3 separate regions of the Mus musculus genome follow, and regions 2 and 3 are each linked to region 1. A link is a contact called in public ChIA-PET and promoter capture Hi-C data. All regions are on one chromosome and are shown on one strand. Each heading gives the region's core, a stretch centred on a gene start, on an enhancer-like site or on the middle of the called end of the contact. The rest is flanking DNA. Distances are from core to core; before and after follow the strand shown.

Region 1 (3,148 bases), core at 422-2,921:
TGTCCAATGTTCTTGCTTTGATTTTTCTTTTAAAATGTTTATGTATTTATTTATTTGTCTATGGACATGAACATGCCACTGAGGGTATATGGAGGCTGGAGAATAATTGGCAGAAGTCTGTTCTCTACTTCTGTCATGTGGGTTCCAAGGACTCAGGTCATCAAGCATGGTGGCAAGCACCTTTACCTACTGAGCCTTCTGCCCAGGGTGGCCTTGAATTCACTATATAGGTATTATCTTCAACACCTCATCCTTTTGCCTTCTCTGAAGTGCTGAGACTGGATGCACACACCACCATGCCCAGCCTTTTTCATTCTTCCCTTTTTTAATACTACAGAGATGCCAAGGTTTAGATCTTCAATATGGGAACCAGAGGCAGAAACGGGCTACTCTACAGATTTAGCCAAGGTGACTATGAAGACAGCATTGAGCTAATAAAAAGTGCATGGTGGAACAGTGAATTAAGGAAGCTGGTTTTAGAAGTAGGCAGTCATGGTGCTGGCAGGCAATTGTGGTGATAAATAGATCACAACTAAGGTCTGGAGGCCAGAGAATTTTCTAGTTTTGAAGACACAAAATAACTTTTGATTGAGTTGAGATATTACACGCTAAGTTTTGGGATTCTAACCTCTTTATACATTTATTTATTTATTTATTTTTGTTGAGACTGTAATCCAGGCCTTGGTAATTCTCCAGTCTCAGTCTTTTAGACACTAGAATTTTAGGTGGGGGTCACTGTGCCTCGCTTGGGAATTGGCAATTCCTCAGTCTAATTTGGAATACGAGCACAAGAAGGTACTGTTTCAATCACCTAAGTCAAAAATTCTTGAGCACATCTATGGGTGATCCCAGAGGAAAGATCAGTCGTCCCAGAAAGGAGTGAAGCAGCTGTTTGAACTTTAAGGGGCTGACAGGGACCTGCAACTCAGCACAAGGTGGTCTGAGTGGTGTCTACATGGCACCATCTTAAGACCTGGGAGTCCGGGGACTGTGCCAACACTACTTGATAGAGAAACAGCACAGAAAAGTTCTGTAGCAGATCGCTCTGCTCAGAAAGAAAAGGCTTCCACCAGAGTACAAGCCTTTGCAAAGCCAGCAGGAACTAGTGAGCCATGGCCCAGGGGCAAATGAAGATGAAAGCACCCGACCGTAGTTGCCGAGAGGGCTTGAGTGGACCCTGACTATGAGAGCGTAAGTGCCTATCAAAGAGTCGACTGGAGCCAGGGTTTGATAGTGGTTTCACATGACTTTGGAGAAAGCATTACTTAACCATTCTCTCTTTCCCAGACTCGTCTTTTCATAATGTGTTTGGAAGAGGATATAGAGAAAGACTGGCGAGGGTCCTCTGCTGTTAGAAAGTCATCCCAAGGCCTCTGATGTGGACAACAGAACTTCCTAAAAATGGTAAGTGGTTATAACTGTCACATTCTAGTCTCAAACGATATCAGGTTCAAACTCACTTCCCCATCTCATGCTTTCTCGTACGATTTTTCTTTTCATTTTCGCTTTTTCCAACCCCAGAGCACATCTCCCCGGACCCGCTCTTGCCGCCTCTAGTGCCTCCGCCCTGGGGCAGCCTAGTGAGCGCGCACTTCCGGAGCCAGGAAGTGCGTCATCAGCTCGCGCCAGTTCCCGCACGTTGTGCCGGTTCGCCTCGGGTTTGGATGCTAGGGTATTCGGGTGGGCCGGCGTTCTGTGACTGCGTGCCGGGCTCCGGCTGCTCCGCGCTGCGATGCAGGTCTCCAGCCTCAACGAAGTGAAGATTTACAGCCTCAGCTGCGGCAAGTCTCTTCCCGAGGTGAGTTCTCGCCCCCTCGCCATCGCCCTGGGAGCGTGTATCTCTAACTTACCATCGGCTGACCGTGGTGGCTGGTTTTATGTCAACTTGACACAAGCTAGAGTTAACTGGAAGGAGGGAATCTCAATTGAGAAAATGCCCCCATAAGATCTAGCTGTAGGACACTTTCTTAATGATTGATGGGGAAGAGCTCAGCCCTTGGTGGTGCCGTTCCTGGGCTATGGCTCTGGGTTCTATAAGAAAGCAGGCCCAGCAAGCCAGTAAACAGTACTGCTCCATGGCTTTTGCATAAACACCTGCCTCCAGGTTCTTGCCCTGTTTGAGTTTCTTCAGTGATGGACCGTGATGTAGAAGTGTGGCTGAAATAAACTCTTTTCTCCCCAAGATGCGTTTGGTCATGGTATTTTATCACACTATAAAAACCCTAAGACAAGACCGTTGTTTTGCCTGCATTGGGTTCACGTGTAAGAACGTGCTAACTGTTTAGAAACTACTCTCACGTGCTTTAATTAAAAACCTTATTGCCTGAAAACAGTCAGAGCAATACAGTCACAGACTGCAGAGAGGAGGACTGTGGCTCACCCTTAGTCTGTTTAAAGTCTCATCCTGTTCCAAATGCAGACTGCCTTGGTGTATACTTAGGGTCTAGGGAGGTGAGTTCACATGTTTAGAGATTATTTTGCCATAACTAGTAAGAATAGTACATTGACTTTTCCCTTTTAGAAAGGATTTTTTTTTCTATTGGGGGCATTTAACCTCAAATTTATTGACGTTTTAAGCTGGACAAGTCTTGTTGCTAGTGTTGTTTGCCAGCATCCCTGGTCCATACCTACAAGATCCAATTGTGATGACAGACTAAAATGTAAAGACTTGCCATAAGCCATCTGGGAAGCAAAATTGTCCCGGTAGAGACCCAGCCACTCAGTGTCACGATAACTGACTAGTGCTTTGGTTGCTGTTCATTCAACTGTTGCCTGTAGAAGAAAATCAGCTTCCAGTGAATGTGCTGGTAAAAACCACTTCTTATCCAGGGTCGTCTATTAGGCCAGTCATAGGTCTGTTTCTATTCTTTGTAAGAAATACATTTGGCTGGCAAAGAGACACGTTTATAATCCCAGTGCTTAGGGCGCTGAGACAGGACATTTGTGAGCTTGTGTTCAGCCTGGGCGACAGAGCTTACATTGTGTGACTCTATCTTAACACAGGAATATGCACACACATTGGGTGCACTCACTCCATATAGAAATTAAAACCCATCATTTCAAGAGTTTGCATTATCTTAGCTTAGATGGATTAATTTTATGCTTTTATAATTCTTTGTAAAACAGATGCTTTAAAATTGTTTAGTAT
Region 2 (3,148 bases), core at 465-2,964, 170 kb before region 1:
CGAAGATGCCCACGGCCAGATACATAAGCAATAGCCCCAGTTCCTTGAAACTGCGCTTGAGGGCGTAGGTGAGGGTCTGCAGGCCGGAGGAGTGGCGGGCCAGTTTGAAGATGCGTGCGATGCGCATGATCCTCAGGGCCTGCACTGCCTGCTGTACGTTGGTCAGCTCCATCATTCTTGCGCCCAGGTGCGTGAGTGTGAGGCTCACATAGAAGGGGAGAATGGCCAGCACATCCACGATGTTCATGAAGGACAGGGCAAAGTGAAGCTTGTTGGGCGATGAGAAGAGGCGCAGCAGGTACTCCAGAGTGAACCAGCCGATGCAAGCCGTCTCTACGTTCTCCAGCGTTGGGTGCTCCACGCGGTTGCCTTCGGAGTCCACCACTTGCAGCTCGGGTATGGTACCCATGCACATGACCACGGAGGAGACAAGGATGAGCAGGAAGGATAGAACCGCCACCACCCGCGCAGGGCATGAAGACTCCGGCTTCTCTAGGAACTTCCAGACACACTTCTGGCAGCGGCGCCAGCGGCCCTCAGCAGCGTCAACACCCAGGTCGTCCAAGATGAGCTGCACCCTGCGCGCGATCTCCTCCAGCTCCTCGCGCTTCTCGCTCAGATGGCTCTTGCAACAGTCATCCAGGAATTTGAGGTCCACCTTCCAGAAGTCCATCTCGTTCTTGAAGCAGATGGGGCAAATGCCCTTCTTCATGTGGACCTCCCCGAAATAGTATACCTCAATGACACACTTGAACGCGTCTGGGTCCCGGTCAAAGTAGAATTCGCGCTTGCCCGGATCGTAATCGTCGCACAGAGAGAAGATGGTGTCGTAGCCCCCCGCCAAACAGTTGATGAGCTCTGCCAACCGGGTCTCAGGGTACTGGCTGAGCAGGTCTCCGTAGAGCACCTGCCGCACGCCCCCCACATTTACCACGATCTCAATGTCTTCGCCTGCCACGGAGTCCTGGCTGCCTGGCTCCGGGAGGCTTTGCTCAGCAGATGCGTCCATGCTCCCCGCGGGTTCGCTTGCAAGCCCCGGTTCCATGAGCCCTGCCGCAGCCGCTGCCAATGCGAGGCCCTAGGGGACAACAACCACCTGCCGGAAAAGGCACTCACAGCGGGCGGAGGCAGGCTGGGGCGCGCCGCAAGGGAGCCATGCACCCAGTGGCGGGGCTGCACGCGGGCATCCAGGAGCGCTGGCGGGGGACTCTGCGGCCGGTGGCCTCCGGTGACACTCACCCACGGGCTCCTTCAGCTCGGTCCGGGACAGGACTTGGTTCTTCTCGTAGGCAGCGTCCTCCTTCCCCGGTTGAGCGGCAGAGGTGGGTCAGCCCGAGAGCTGCGCGATCCGGGCTGTATAGAGAGCTAACTTGGAGTGGCTTTGCCGGAGCGGGTCCGAAACACAATAGGAATTCCAGCCTGACGTCAAACGCTTTGCTACTGTACCCTCTTCTGGTGAGATTTCGCACCGCACGCGCTGCAGCTGCCCAGGAATGAGTTAACCCTTGGGCAGACCTGCACAGCTGCCGCCGCCCTGCCACCGGCGCCACCCGCTGAGTCTGAGGGCTCAGAGGTTAAGATCCAGAGCTTTAAGGCCAGCCCGGCTCAGGCTGCCAAATCCCTCCTGCCCAGCTAGGTGAGAGAGGAAAGAGAACCTCTGTTGCTTACCAAGTCCCTCAAGGGGCAGCCGCGCACTCCTTGGGCACACTCCTTCTGTCCTAGGCTTCGGTAGGCCCTGGATAAGTCCTTGACACTCCTAAGCACTGCCCTGCTGGTGGTGGTGTGACCTTGTACCACAACTTGTCCCAGCCTTCACAATAAAGAGGAAATTGCTTCAGGTCACAAGATGAAAAGGGAGGAAAGCTTAGCCATCACTTCACCCAGGGTTCTCCTGCTAGCCTAGCTGCTAGCTTCCAGCAGGACAACATCATCACCATTAGCTCCCAGAGCCTTGGATTCCTATGACCCCTGTGCCCATAACCCCCTCTACTTTGAGAGAAATCAGTTCTTCCAGTTGGATGCCCCTATATTCCCTCTCATCTTTCCTGAGGCAGAGAACATCTCTGGTTCAAATCCAGGTTCTTGACCATCGGGGTTATCAACCCTGGATCTAGCTATGGCCTGGAATTGGATTTAAAAACATAAGCTGGGCCGAGATGTAGCTCAGTTTGGTAGAGTCCTTTGCCTAGCATGCATAAGGCCCTGTGTTTGTTATCCCGTACCACATAAACTGGGCTTGGGATGTGGGGGTGGGGGTGAGGTGGGGGTGAGGTCTATGATCCAAGCTTTCCCTCACTTAGGAAAGGAGGGCAAGGTCAGAAGTTCAAGGTTATCCTCTAGAGGTGGAAGCTATCCTAGGCTAGGGATTCTCTCATACACACACACACTGACACACACACACACACACACACACACACACACACACACACACAGTTGGAGAGATGAACAGGAAGAGCCAGTAAGAGGGGTGAATAGGACAGTTAAGCTATTCTGTTTGATTGTGTGGTGGCAAACATGTCATTCACACTTGTCAAAACCCACAGGATGCACAAAAGCAAGAGGGGGTCCTAAAGGACACTTTGGCCATGTGGGTAATGACAGATGCTCCATTCCTGGAATTTCCTCCACTGTGACAAGCATTTCACTCCTACAGGGATGTTGACAGTAGAGGGAGGGGGTACTGATTGTGGGGGAAGCTGTAGAGACAAGGGTCTGGGAAACTGCATTTTTCTGTACAAATTTTCTGTGACTCTAAAACTGCTTGTTGAAAAAGACCATTAAAATGTGTTCTGTAAGCTGGATTTCTTAGCCGCTCAAGACCATGCCTGTTTATGAATCATGAAACTGGTATACTGGGCCACTAGCAGTATTTTCTTTAATGGGGTGATATAAAAGTCAGATGCAGTAGAATACAGTACACAAATTTTTATTAGGGAAATATTTTAACAATTTTGATTTTATTTCCATTTAGCACCTCTCCATGGTGTGTTACTCTGAATAGGAAATTGAGGATGAGAAAGGTTGAATGGCAATAACAGTGAACACTAATATAAGAGCACTGTACCCCTAGCACTCTGGGTGCCATGTGTGTGTGTGTGTGTGTAAATATATATACATTATATGTGTGTATATGTATATATACACATAT
Region 3 (3,148 bases), core at 479-2,978, 160 kb after region 1:
AGCCTAACCCATCAGGGTTTTGCTTCTGAAGATGCTGTAGAAGGAGGTGGTTTCCCAGGTGACAGAAACAAAACCACTCAGAGTGGAAGACATAAGAGCCCTACGGTAAGACAGACTGTGAGCCTGAAGGAAGGGGACCTATCTGGATGCTAGCTCTGGGTCCTTTAGTTCTGCAGGCCCTCATGCTGGGGTGTGTTGCTGAAGCATTGAGAAAAATTGTGAGTGGTGCATGCCTTTAATCCTAGAACTTGGGGGGCAGAAGCAAGAAGATCTCTGAGTTCAAAGCCAGCCTAATCTACAGAGAGAGAGTGCCAGGGTTACATAGAGAAATGAAATCCTGTCTCAAAAAAATCATAAAAGAAAGAGAGGGGGGAAGAAAGAGGAGAGAGAGAGAGAGAGAGGAGAGAGAGAGAGAGAGAGAGAGAGAGAGAGAGAGAGAGAGACTTCTTCCTGTTCTGTGTTAAGTGCAGATGCTACAGATATAGCTAAGGGGACACTCCTGGTGGGACCTGCACCTACGTGCTCCTGTCTAGCAGCCAGCTGGACCCACTGAGGAGCAAGGATCCCTGAGGTGAAGCTGGACCTGAATGCAGAAGATGGAAAAGGAAAGGCTGGCTACTGAATTGATGCTCCCTGGGGAGCAAGGGGTTGCCAGAAGAGGTGGTTAAGGGGAGACAAGGACTGAGGGGCCATGGAAGAGAGGGACCTTCGTGGGGCAGATCTGTTTTGTGTGAGCCAGGCATCTTAACTGTGCAAAGTCCCAGCTTCATGGTGTCCCCCTATGGAATAGAGCCCAAGGCTGAGTGACGAAATCCCAACCGCTCTGCACCGGATATGACAAGCCTGGGGGCAGGGTACTGCCCAAGGCTCGTCTTTGCCTCACGAGAGCTGGGGCCTTTCTCCAAGCTCCGTGTTCATTGTGATCCCTTGAGTCAGAGCCTGCAGGCGGGAGAGGCTTCCCAGCGGGTGTGGGGGGAAGCGGAGTGATGTAACAGCTCGCTGAGTTGGCCTTGAAAGTGAGTAGGACTCAGTAATTGTTACTTGATGGGCTCCAGCGAATAACAATTGTTTTGCAATTGGGTTGCTCAGAGTGCCAGGCTCCGAGAGGTAAAAATTGCTAGGGTTGGGCCCTGATAGAGAGGTTCCTCAAGCAGCCTTATGCTCTTAGCCGTCTGTCCACACAACTAAGTGGGTGAAGAGAACTGGTGACATTCTCTCCATCTGGAGGGAGGAGGTTAAGAACCAGAGAAGCCCATCCTTGCCCAAGGCCATCCACTAGGTAGTGAATAAAGATAGCGAATAAACTCCTTCAATGGCTAAGATATGAGACCCTCCTTTTGGGTGGCACTGCCTTGAGTTGGAGAACAGCTATAATTTCCCATGCACACCAGAGTGAGGCCTGGTCCCCTGTCCCTGGTCCCTAGTCTCTGGTCCCTGGTCCCTGTGTGTGGGAAGTCTCTGAGCCAAGCCTTGCTGTACTCCAGCAGGCCAGGAAGAAAACCCCCCAAGTCCTGTCTACTGTCATAAAGAAAAATAGGACTGATAGATTAGATATAGATATAGATGATATAGACATAGACATAGACATAGAGTGTATGTATATACATATATATTTTTAATTGAAGCAGGCTTACTATGTAGCCCAAGTTGGCCTGGAATTCAGGATGTAGGCTAGGCTAACCTCTGACTCACAAAGATCTGCTTACTTCTGTCGCTGCCTCTGACTCAGAGAGATCTGCTTGCCTCTGCCTCTGCCTGCTAAATGCAGGGATTGAAGTCATGTGCCACCACACCCAGTCAGTCACCTTTGAAATTTTAAAGTGTGAGTGTGGTTTTCCTCCTGACGACCATAGATCGTACCACAAGTCTGTTGCAGGAATTTTAAAAAGCAACAAAGCACAGAAAACTACGAGAAACAGTATAAAAAATAAGAACCTGTTATGGTGGTTGATATCGACTGTCACTTTGTCAGGATCTAGAGTGACCTCGATAACAAAGGTCTGGCAGGTTTGCAAGGGAGTGTTAAGGTTAAGCACATTGAGACAGAAAGAAGCCATTCTGAATGTGGGCAGCTCTATGCTATGGGCTCAGGTCCCTGTCTGAATAAAAGGGAAATGGGCAGACCACAGGCAACTCTCTCTGTTCCTGACTGAGGGTGGAGAGGGACCCTTGGCTCTGTGACCTCTCAACCATGATGGGCTGTATTCCCTGAAACTGTGAACCAGCACAAGCTCTTTTCCCTTTTTCTTGTCAGGTGTCCCACACAACAGCAGGAGAAGTAACTAACATTCAGATATCTCGGTTACCTCTATGAATCTCCTGTTTTAGAAAATGTATGGGTCTTGGGACTGGAGAGTTGGCTCAGCAGTTAAGAGCACTGGCTGCTGCTCTTCCAGAGGACCTGGGCTTCAATTCCTAGTGCCCACATGACTGTTCACAGCTGGCTGTACTACCAATTCCAGAAGATCTGATACCTTTACAATCATACATGCAGGCAAAACACCAATGAACATAAAATAAAAACAAATAAATCTTTAAAAAAAATGAATGGACACTCCTTTTTAGTTTTCTGAGACAGGGCTTCTCCATGTATCCCAGGCTATCCTGGGACTCACTATAAAGACAAGGCTAGCCTCAAATTTAGAGATCCACCTGCCTCTGCCTCCCAAGTGCTGGGATTAAAAGTACATCCCACCATGCCGGACAGGATACTTTTTTTTTAAAGACTAGGTTCATGAAACATTTCGCTGTACGCGCTGGACTTTTTTTTATTGTTTGTTGGTTTTCCTACTTATTTCTCCATTCTCTTCCCATGACATTAGTCTTGTAAGTTTTTTTTTTTTTGGTTTTTGTTTTTTAAATATAATCATTGGAGGCTAGAGAAATTGGCTCAGCAGTTAAGAGCACTTTCTGCTCTTCCAGAAGATGCAGGTTCAGCATCCAGCATCCACAGAGCAGATCACAGCCATCCATAGCTACAGTCCAGGGGACCTGACACTGTCTTCTGACTATACATATAAAATAACAAATCTAAATAATGTTTTAATCCAGATGTTATTTTGTGCTACAGCAAATGACTCCACAGCACATGAGTGCTGGCTGCTCTTCCTGAATTCCATCCCTAGCACCCATATTGAGGTGTCTCACA

Evidence for each region. ChIA-PET counts read pairs in DNA pulled down with a chosen protein or histone mark. Capture Hi-C pulls out chosen DNA fragments and counts their contacts.
Region 2: a contact with region 1 is called in a promoter capture Hi-C map of pancreatic islet. The contact joins the promoter of Kcnf1 here to the promoter of Nol10 in region 1. A contact is called at or near these places in 3 of 39 promoter capture datasets (embryonic stem cells, hippocampal neurons and stem cell-derived epiblast-like cells), 1 of 484 Hi-C or Micro-C datasets (embryonic stem cells) and 2 of 9 other capture datasets (liver and pancreatic islet).
Region 3: a contact with region 1 is called in an RNA polymerase II ChIA-PET map of effector CD8 T cells, with 10 read pairs. The contact joins the enhancer-like site here to the promoter of Nol10 in region 1. A contact is called at or near these places in 1 of 39 promoter capture datasets (liver), 2 of 484 Hi-C or Micro-C datasets (muscle stem cells and nephron progenitors), 2 of 115 datasets of contacts at active chromatin or transcription factors (effector CD8 T cells and memory CD8 T cells) and 3 of 9 other capture datasets (adipose tissue, embryonic stem cells and liver).

The regions. Positions count from the first base shown.
Region 1 is chr12:17,346,822-17,349,969 of GRCm38.p6, forward strand. It overlaps Nol10 (nucleolar protein 10), which reads left to right and starts at 1,672. Exons shown (of 21, transcript NM_001008421.1): 1 at 1,672-1,798. The coding sequence starts at 1,733. Gm46336 (a long non-coding RNA gene) reads right to left here and starts at 1,581. Exons shown (of 2, transcript XR_001780553.2): 1 at 1,461-1,581.
Region 2 is chr12:17,175,174-17,178,321 of GRCm38.p6, forward strand. It overlaps Kcnf1 (potassium voltage-gated channel, subfamily F, member 1), which reads right to left and starts at 1,715. Exons shown (of 1, transcript NM_201531.4): 1 at 1-1,715. The coding sequence starts at 1,045.
Region 3 is chr12:17,509,418-17,512,565 of GRCm38.p6, forward strand. No RefSeq gene overlaps it. Among named protein-coding and RNA genes, the nearest start is that of Odc1, 34 kb to the right of the region's middle. Within about 2 kb of position 1,729, at least 97 of the 459 cell types and tissues checked have an H3K27ac peak or open chromatin away from gene starts, as enhancers often do. A contact at or near this core is called in effector CD8 T cells, memory CD8 T cells and muscle stem cells, where this site is marked.